Linked DNA regions of Mus musculus: regions 2 and 3 are each linked to region 1. The links are chromatin contacts, called in public HiCAR-type and promoter capture Hi-C maps. All regions are on one chromosome and are shown on one strand. Each heading gives the region's core, a stretch centred on a gene start, on an enhancer-like site or on the middle of the called end of the contact. The rest is flanking DNA. Distances are from core to core; before and after follow the strand shown.

Region 1 (2,700 bases), core at 190-2,689:
TGGGGTCTGTGGGGGATTCTTCCTAGAATGACCGGCACAAACATCAGGTGTGTAGCCAATGCTCGTTGCATACTAAATAAATTATAGTTGAATCTGTTTCCATGTCTTTCCTAAAGCATAATACAGCAATGCCTAGGGAAGAGGTGTTCAAATGATGCTAATGAAAAACCTAGTGATGACGCAAAGTGTGTGCAAAATAAGTAAACACAGGTCACTGCTTAGACAAGTGCAGACCTGCTTTCCCTCACAGAGGAATGGCTAGTATGAGAATCTGTGTTTCCTGGCATCTCTTAAGGTTGAGGAGAACTAAAGAGTGTTGGACAGGGCTGGAATGTTAGAACTCCGGAGAATTACCGTCCACCCCTGACCAGCTCTGAAGAGTTCGAGAGCACTGGGTGTATTTGTTTGTTTGGTGCAGCTCTGGCACTCTGAATCCAGGACCTTGTGTGTAGTAGGCTCTACCACTGAGCCACAGCCTGCTCTACAAAGCTTAGGCAAGCTACTTTAGCTCCCATTTTCTCTAACGCGCTTTATTTGGGAAAAGAATCGCTCGAGGTCACACAACCAGCATTGATTTCTGTCTTATAAAGTACTTCATACGTTTAAGTTTTTACCCCAGTGGTTTCTAAGGTGATGTCACAGTTTTCTCAGTGGATATGATTTGCTAAGGACAGAACGGATGGTAAAATATGTCAGTCTGTCTGATTGTTTATGTAAGTACACATTCATAGACCAGTAAAACACCCCTCCCTCTGGTGCCCTGATTTGTTTCATGTTACAACAGCTCCAGTCATCTCTGAATACCGAGTGTCCTCCCGCCAGCCAAGCCAGCGAGCAACCTGACAGAAGATCCTCTGTTTGCCTCGCTTTCAGGTCAACTGTGCATTTTTAAAAGGACTATCTTGCTATAAACTCAGGCTAGAAAGTGTCTAAAGAATCCATGCGACTGGAGTTGGGAGCAGGCCTTGATCCGTACCACGGGCCTAGAGAGAAAGCTATGCTAGGCATTTACCTAGACCCAAATCCCGTTGAAACAAACAACTTTTACGCTTTGTTTAAGCTGGTGAGTGTTGTGGCTTTTAGGGCAATAGGCTTGCCCACAAAAGAAATATTAATACTTTTCCTTCTGGTATGTCTTTACATAAAATGTTCCTCTTCGGCGAGATTAACTGATACCATCTGTGAGTATTTGTTCCCTACTCTTGGCTTGCAGACTTGCATTTAAATCTGCATGCTTCTTTTTCTAAGCTGCTTTTCAAATTGCGGGAACACAAGAGCTAGCCCTAGCCGGTGGCCAAACACTGCCTTTGAGTCCCAAGTCTTTTTAACCTCTTGCTTCCAACTCGCATCTAAAGGCAAAACAATCCTGGAGACACGGCCCTCCCCTTGCCTGTGATAGGCTGCTTGGAATAGCAACAGCCTGTGTCACCGAAAAGGGCAAAGCCTTCGGAAATAGAAACAAAGTTGGTTACAAATCACACTGGCTTTGCCCGAAGGTCGCCCCCCCACTCAAACCCCTCCCACTCTTCTTTAGCATGCTGCCCATGGGGACAGTGACCACTGCTGTCAGCGCGGTAGGTCTGGGTGGTCCGGTGGCGAGCGAGAAGCTGTAAGTACTACCGTGACCATGGTACCTGTTGAAAACACAGAGGGCCCCAATCTGCTGAACCAGAAGGGGAGAGAGGCGGAGACCGAAGGCAGCTGTGGAGCCAGCGGCGGAGGGCATCCTGCCTGCGCGGGAGGTAACGTGAGACGGCCGGGCTGGCTCGGGTGACCGCTAGAGGGGACAGTCGTCCCCACGAGCCCCTTCGGACTGTGCGTGTGCGTGGGAGTGCGTGTGCGCGCGCAGCCCGGGAGCGTGTCGTATGTGTGGAAACGGGAATGCAGGGTTCAGTGCGACGCGGAGTGACCCAGAGCCCTACATGCGGGGACCGAAGTCTCCTTGGGACTTTATGTATTGAAACAGGAGCTACTGCAACGATGGGCTACATCAATTTGCTTTACGTAACGCAATGTACACATTCCTCTCTCTTGGAAAGGTGGATCAGAGCCTCAGTTGTGAGCACACACCTTTTTTGCTTATTGTCGCAAACAAACGGTGTGGAACAAGTGGACATTATGAGTTATTCCGTGCCCCTAAACTGCACCCCTGTTTGTCCCTGCTTTCTTGGAAACTTGCCTTTCAAAATGAGATTCGTTGAATACTTTAACTTACCAAAGAGAACTTTAGTAGTTTTTATGGTGTTATCTGTGCTTCACCGAGATGCTTGTCTCGGTGGATTTACAATCCTCCACCTTTTTGTTTGTCCGCTTGTTTGTTTGTTTCTTGGTGCCTCTTTCTATTCATCTCTTTTTCAAGGGACTATATACTAATTGTGGTATGACAAACCCAATACAAATGACCCTCTTCTTCCTCTGCTTAATACTTTCTCATCAGCGCCACATGCTTCAATCATACATTCCATTCCCAAGTGGAATGTTACAAATAGTCGCCAATGCTCAGCGACACAGAAGTTACTCACAGCCTTCCACCTGGGAATGGGTCTACCCAAGGATGTTTATGATTTGGGAACGGAATCCACTAAGCCTCACGCGGAAGTGAAGTGGTCCCACCCCAGAAATGCCTTGCTCCAGGCTTAGGGCCTTAGCCTGATTTTCCTTCCCTCATCTAATGGAGGATGGACACCTGGGGCCATCTTT
Region 2 (2,700 bases), core at 126-2,625, 1.3 Mb after region 1:
GATACTTCAACAGCAGCCTTGATAGCTGAAGTAGTTACCAAGGGACTACCAGACGCTACTACACTCCTGTGTAACTAACAGAGATGATGGTGGTGGTGGTGACAATGACAATGATGATGGTTATGATGATGACGACGATGGAGATAATAAAAATCATTTTTATTGCTGGAGATCTATCACTGAGCTATATCCTGTCCTCTAAGAATACTTGCATAATTCCTTACAGAGCCAAGAAAGATATTGGAAACTCTTGAGTAGAAATGCTGTCGGCTACATATTAAAAATTAATTCCTAACTTCATAATCATTTGGGTTGATATGTGTATTTAGAATGTTTCTTTAAAAATATAAATTTTCTGATTATGTTGTAATAAGCTTGCATTGCTCAGAATTTCTAAATGGGTGATGTTTTTTTTTTAATCTTTCTCCCTTATGGAAAGCTATCAAGAAAGGTCAAATCAAGTCACTTATATATTTTGTAGGGACCAGAGAAGTGAAAATGCAGAGTACCTTGCTAAAATCTCACTAAGATCTTCCAGAGGGAGACAGAAAATCAGTGAGTCCTCTAAAGCCCTTCAAAGCTCAGTTTACCCACGTGGCTATCCGAGTTTAATGATCCAAAGTCGTTACCACAATAGCCAAGGTCACTGACAACAGGCATAGCTAAACCCCAAGCAGGAACCTGGTGTCATATAACGACCAGTGTATCCTAGCAGAGGAAAATAAACTTTCTCATATCAAAAGAAGAAGAATAAAACTACAGGCATCTGTGATTAGATGTAAACAGATTTAAAGACATGATATCTGAGAGGATGTGAGCGCCTTCGTGGAGTTACTTAAGGCAGTGATAACCGTGTAACTCCTGCAGGGTTAGGAGCACTGAGCTGCACCCTAGCCAAATACAGGAAAACGGTGGATGAGAAAATCCCGTGAGTATAAAATGTGATATAAAGTATGGACTGTGCTTCTTCATTCTGGTCATCCTAAAGTGGCAGGGGACACCTATCTAGTCTACATCTCTCCATGAATTCTAACTTTATGTAATCAGAATTGAGAGCCTCCGATAACTGAAGGAGTTCCATTAACTATTACAGCCTTTACAGGCTAGCTGTTTTAGAGCATTCAGTGTGCCGGGGGTAATGAAAACAAAAGCAAGCAGAGATTCCTAAAAGGACAGAGGGGTAGTCAGGGTCACTTAAGCTGTTAAACTTCAGAATGACCAGGGCCCTCCCCTTCTCCCCAGCACACATCCAATGCCCTTGAGACCAATTGTTAAATTATAAAGCAGCACAGTTAACATAGCTCATGTCTTACAGTTCAGCGTTAGCATTCACAGGGAGCGGAGAAGAGACAGCTTCTTCCACAAAGCAGTCACGATGGCATCTTTTGAAGCCCAGCAGGTACATGGAGACGGGATGTGAAGGGAAAGATCTGTGTTTTCTCTTCTTCGAGTGTTAAGTAAAATGCCTCCACTACTGTAAAGCAGTGAGATTGTTTGTCCTTGTTTGCTTTTTGTCACATGCAGAGAGAATAAGCAAGATTACAGATGGTTAGAGAGTCAGTCAGGGCTTACTGTAAATTTGCAGTTAAAGGCAGCTCAGTTAAAATGTGGAAACAAAAGAATTTACTACCTTTTGACAACATGTCTCGTTTTCTGAGATGAATATTTACAACCCCAGAAAAGAGTGGGGGTTTTTCATGAGGACCCACTGATGTGTTTGGTACAGGTGTCCCCCTAGGTGAGGCAGAGGGACCTCAGGAGCAGAATTTGTGATCATTGTGAATCCCCACTTCACAAAAGAAAGACAAGGGGAACAGCATAGTAAACCTGAAGGGAATGTGATTGCTTCATTTTAAAGTCACTTCACTTAGAAAATAGAGTTGTCGGGAGGAGGGGTGGGGGATCTGTCTGCTTGTCTGTCTGTCTGCCTGGCTATCTATTATCATCTTGTATCTATACTATCTGCATCTCGGTCCCTTCCTGTGGCTTTTATTTTTTTTTTAATTACTGTACTAATAGAAACTCGTACTTTTAGGTACTAAAAATAAGTATAGTTTGAGAACTGATTATATATACTTTAAATATGTATGGGGAAAAGATTTTAGTGAAAGTATCCCAAGGTAGGGATGATCATGGGAGAGGAGGCAGGAAGAGGAGGTGGGAAGATTTTAAGAGTAAGAGGTCCAGACATGGCAGAGACACTCCATGCATGGATTCAAACTTCTTGCATGTACAAGATGAAGTTGGACAAAACTTCAACATGGATGGAGGGACTTCCTGGGCCCTAGTTGATGGCCCTGAATCTATGTACAGACTGGCAGTGCCATGTGGGTTCAGAAGGTTAAAGCCAGAGAGAGTACACAAGGTTGGGAGGAGTTGGTAGGGAGGGGAAGGGAGAGGGTGGAGGTGAAGGGCAGGGGGATGGGCTTGATCAAAACACATTACATGCAGGTAAGAAAGTTTCCAACAAGTGAACAAAAATTGCCCGTCTAGGCTGGGCATTGTGGTGCACACGTATAATCCCAACACTCCAGAAATGGAGGCAGAAGGATCAAGAGTTCAAGGCCAACCTGGGTCATATGAGTCCTTATCTCAAAAACCAAACAGCTAAGCACCACTACCACCTATTGGGAATAGATTGGTTTTCTGTGAACAGCATCTAAGGCATTAGCTGGCAGAGACCTTATATGTAATTTGGTG
Region 3 (2,700 bases), core at 134-2,633, 2.0 Mb after region 1:
AAAGCATGGGATGGTCCCAGAATCTTTCTATGTCCAATGAGAATTGGAGATAAACACACACACACATACACACACACACACACACACACACACACACACACACACACACACGCAAAGAGAGACAGAGAGAGAGAGAAAGAGAGACAGACAGAGAGCCAATAAACAACACAGGTCCTAAATGAATGCACAGTGTATAAAATTGGTCCTTACAGAAACTAAGTAGCAGTTCTAAGAAACAGAGACTAGCTTAGATACATTGTTTACTTTTAACATCAACACACGAGCAGGGGATAAAGCTGTGCTTTCCTTGATTTAACCTCCCTCCACGAGCCTGCAAGCTATTTGAGTAGCAAGAGGCTTCATCACTAATTGTAGACACTTGGGGAAGTCAGTAAAAATATATTATGCACTGATGCTTAGTTTATAGCCGGATTATAACTAGATACAACCGTCTATGGTTTTGCTGTTATGTAAACAAGTGCTTTACTTCAAAACAGAACAAACCCCAACAACATCGTTAGATTATGGGTTTTAGGATAAGTTAAAAAAAAAAAATCCAAGCCTGGACCTCAGTACAGCCATGTTTAAAATATCCCAACTGAACCCCTACTGGCCTCCTTATACCTCTTTCTTCTCCCACTATATTCCCTGACACTTAGCTTCTGAACACAGCCATTTGGTCTGAACTCATAAACTTATTTTTCTAGAAAAGCCATGCCCAGTCATTCCCCTTGCCTCCCTGGACCCTGAAGACAAGTTCTTACATAAAGAGTGCTGAAAATCTCCCTGGGAACCTACATCCTTGGCTTTCATATCTTTCAGCCATCAAAATGGTTATCTCCAGTGACCAAAGATCAAATGCCTGTATTTCAGATACAAAAGTTGCACATAGGAATTCTGGGAGGAGAGGAGGCATTTCAAATGGCTATAAGCACCCTTCTCCTCTCAGTAGAAGAACACCAAGAGACTACAGCCCCGTAAAGAAAAAAAAAAATCCAAAACAAAGAAAAATATTTTTTTTAATTTCTAGGGGCCCATGGTATTTGCCTCTTGAGCTATTTGAGTCTTGAGAAGTTTTTATGTCAGTAGCCAGAACTGGCAAAGAGATTTTTAAGAAGAAAAGATCAGAGAAATAATCGTTTATTTCTAAGTTATATTTCATCAGGAGGGGTGAGAAGATGATATGGAGAAAGTTTTACTTCTTGGTGTTGTGCTGGAAACACAGCGCCTTTTTTTTTTTTCCTGGCGAGCTAAAGTGTGCCAGCTTTTTCAGACGGAGGAATGTGGAGTGTCAAGGGGTCAGGATCAATCCGGTGTGAGTTGATGAGGCAGGAAGGTGGGGAGGAATGTGAGGAATGTCCCTGTTTGTGTAGGACTCCATTCAGTTCTTTGGCGAGCCGGCTCCCGGGAGCGTATAAAAGCCAGCGCCGCCCGCCTAGTCTCACACAGCTCTTCTCTCCAAGAAGACTCAGCCAGATCCACTCCAGCTCCGACCCCAGGAGACCGACCTCCTCCAGACGGCAGCAGCCCCAGCCCAGCCGACAACCCCAGACGCCACCGCCTGGAGCGTCCAGACACCAACCTCCGCCCCTGTCCGAATCCAGGCTCCGGCCGCGCCTCTCGTCGCCTCTGCACCCTGCTGTGCATCCTCCTACCGCGTCCCGATCATGCTCGCCTCCGTCGCAGGTCCCATCAGCCTCGCCTTGGTGCTCCTCGCTCTCTGCACCCGGGTAAGCCCCGGGACTGACGGAAGGGACGGAGGGAGGGCAGAGTGAGCTGCGATCACAGACTGACCTCCCTCCCCTTCCTCTCCGCAGCCTGCTATGGGCCAGGACTGCAGCGCGCAATGTCAGTGCGCAGCCGAAGCAGCGCCGCACTGCCCCGCCGGCGTGAGCCTGGTGCTGGACGGCTGCGGCTGCTGCCGCGTCTGCGCCAAGCAGCTGGGAGAACTGTGTACGGAGCGTGACCCCTGCGACCCACACAAGGGCCTCTTCTGCGATTTCGGCTCCCCCGCCAACCGCAAGATCGGAGTGTGCACTGGTAAGACCCTCAGCCCCATTCCAGCCCCCTTTGCAGAGGCCTCACCTTTTGGTGTTGGACCACCACCTCTCTCAAGTCCAGCGTGATACCCTCTAGAAAAAGAAAAGCCCCTATCCGCAGCTGCTTCCAACCGGCCCCCTGCAGTCCTGACCCTAGCTCGTCACCTTGACATGTACAGTGATATAGCTAGCTGTTCTGATCCCTGTGACCCTACGCCTGACCTACAACTTTGTCTTCCTCTCCCGCAGCCAAAGATGGTGCACCCTGTGTCTTCGGTGGGTCGGTGTACCGCAGCGGTGAGTCCTTCCAAAGCAGCTGCAAATACCAATGCACTTGCCTGGATGGGGCCGTGGGCTGCGTGCCCCTGTGCAGCATGGACGTGCGCCTGCCCAGCCCTGACTGCCCCTTCCCGAGAAGGGTCAAGCTGCCTGGGAAATGCTGCGAGGAGTGGGTGTGTGACGAGCCCAAGGACCGCACAGCAGTTGGCCCTGCCCTAGCTGGTGAGTTGTCACCTTCAAAGTTACTGTTATTCATTCTCCCCAACTTCAGGGCCAATGCCCAAGTCCACCAAATTAAGGGGAAATTGTCCTATCCGGATGTTTTACCTTGTGTTTGTGTGTTCTGCTCTCACAGCCTACCGACTGGAAGACACATTTGGCC

The links. Promoter capture Hi-C pulls out the DNA fragments that hold promoters and counts their contacts. HiCAR-type assays count read pairs that join an accessible place to other places.
Region 2: a contact with region 1 is called in a promoter capture Hi-C map of embryonic stem cells, with 8 times the contacts expected there. The contact joins the promoter of Taar2 here to the promoter of Slc2a12 in region 1.
Region 3: a HiCAR-type map of astrocytes shows a contact between it and region 1, with 4 times the contacts expected there. The contact joins the promoter of Ccn2 here to the promoter of Slc2a12 in region 1. A contact is called at or near these places in 1 of 39 promoter capture datasets (embryonic stem cells) and 1 of 115 datasets of contacts at active chromatin or transcription factors (astrocytes).

Annotation. Positions count from the first base shown.
Region 1 is chr10:22,643,572-22,646,271 of GRCm38.p6, forward strand. It overlaps Slc2a12 (solute carrier family 2 (facilitated glucose transporter), member 12), which reads left to right and starts at 1,440. Exons shown (of 5, transcript NM_178934.4): 1 at 1,440-1,742. The coding sequence starts at 1,628.
Region 2 is chr10:23,937,197-23,939,896 of GRCm38.p6, forward strand. Taar2 (trace amine-associated receptor 2) reads left to right here and starts at 1,376. Exons shown (of 2, transcript NM_001007266.1): 1 at 1,376-1,399. The coding sequence starts at 1,376.
Region 3 is chr10:24,594,059-24,596,758 of GRCm38.p6, forward strand. It overlaps Ccn2 (cellular communication network factor 2), which reads left to right and starts at 1,384. Exons shown (of 5, transcript NM_010217.2): 1 at 1,384-1,730; 2 at 1,818-2,040; 3 at 2,289-2,540; 4 at 2,674-2,700. The coding sequence starts at 1,668. Gm15270 (predicted gene 15270) reads right to left here and starts at 1,745. Exons shown (of 5, transcript NR_163910.1): 1 at 1,583-1,745.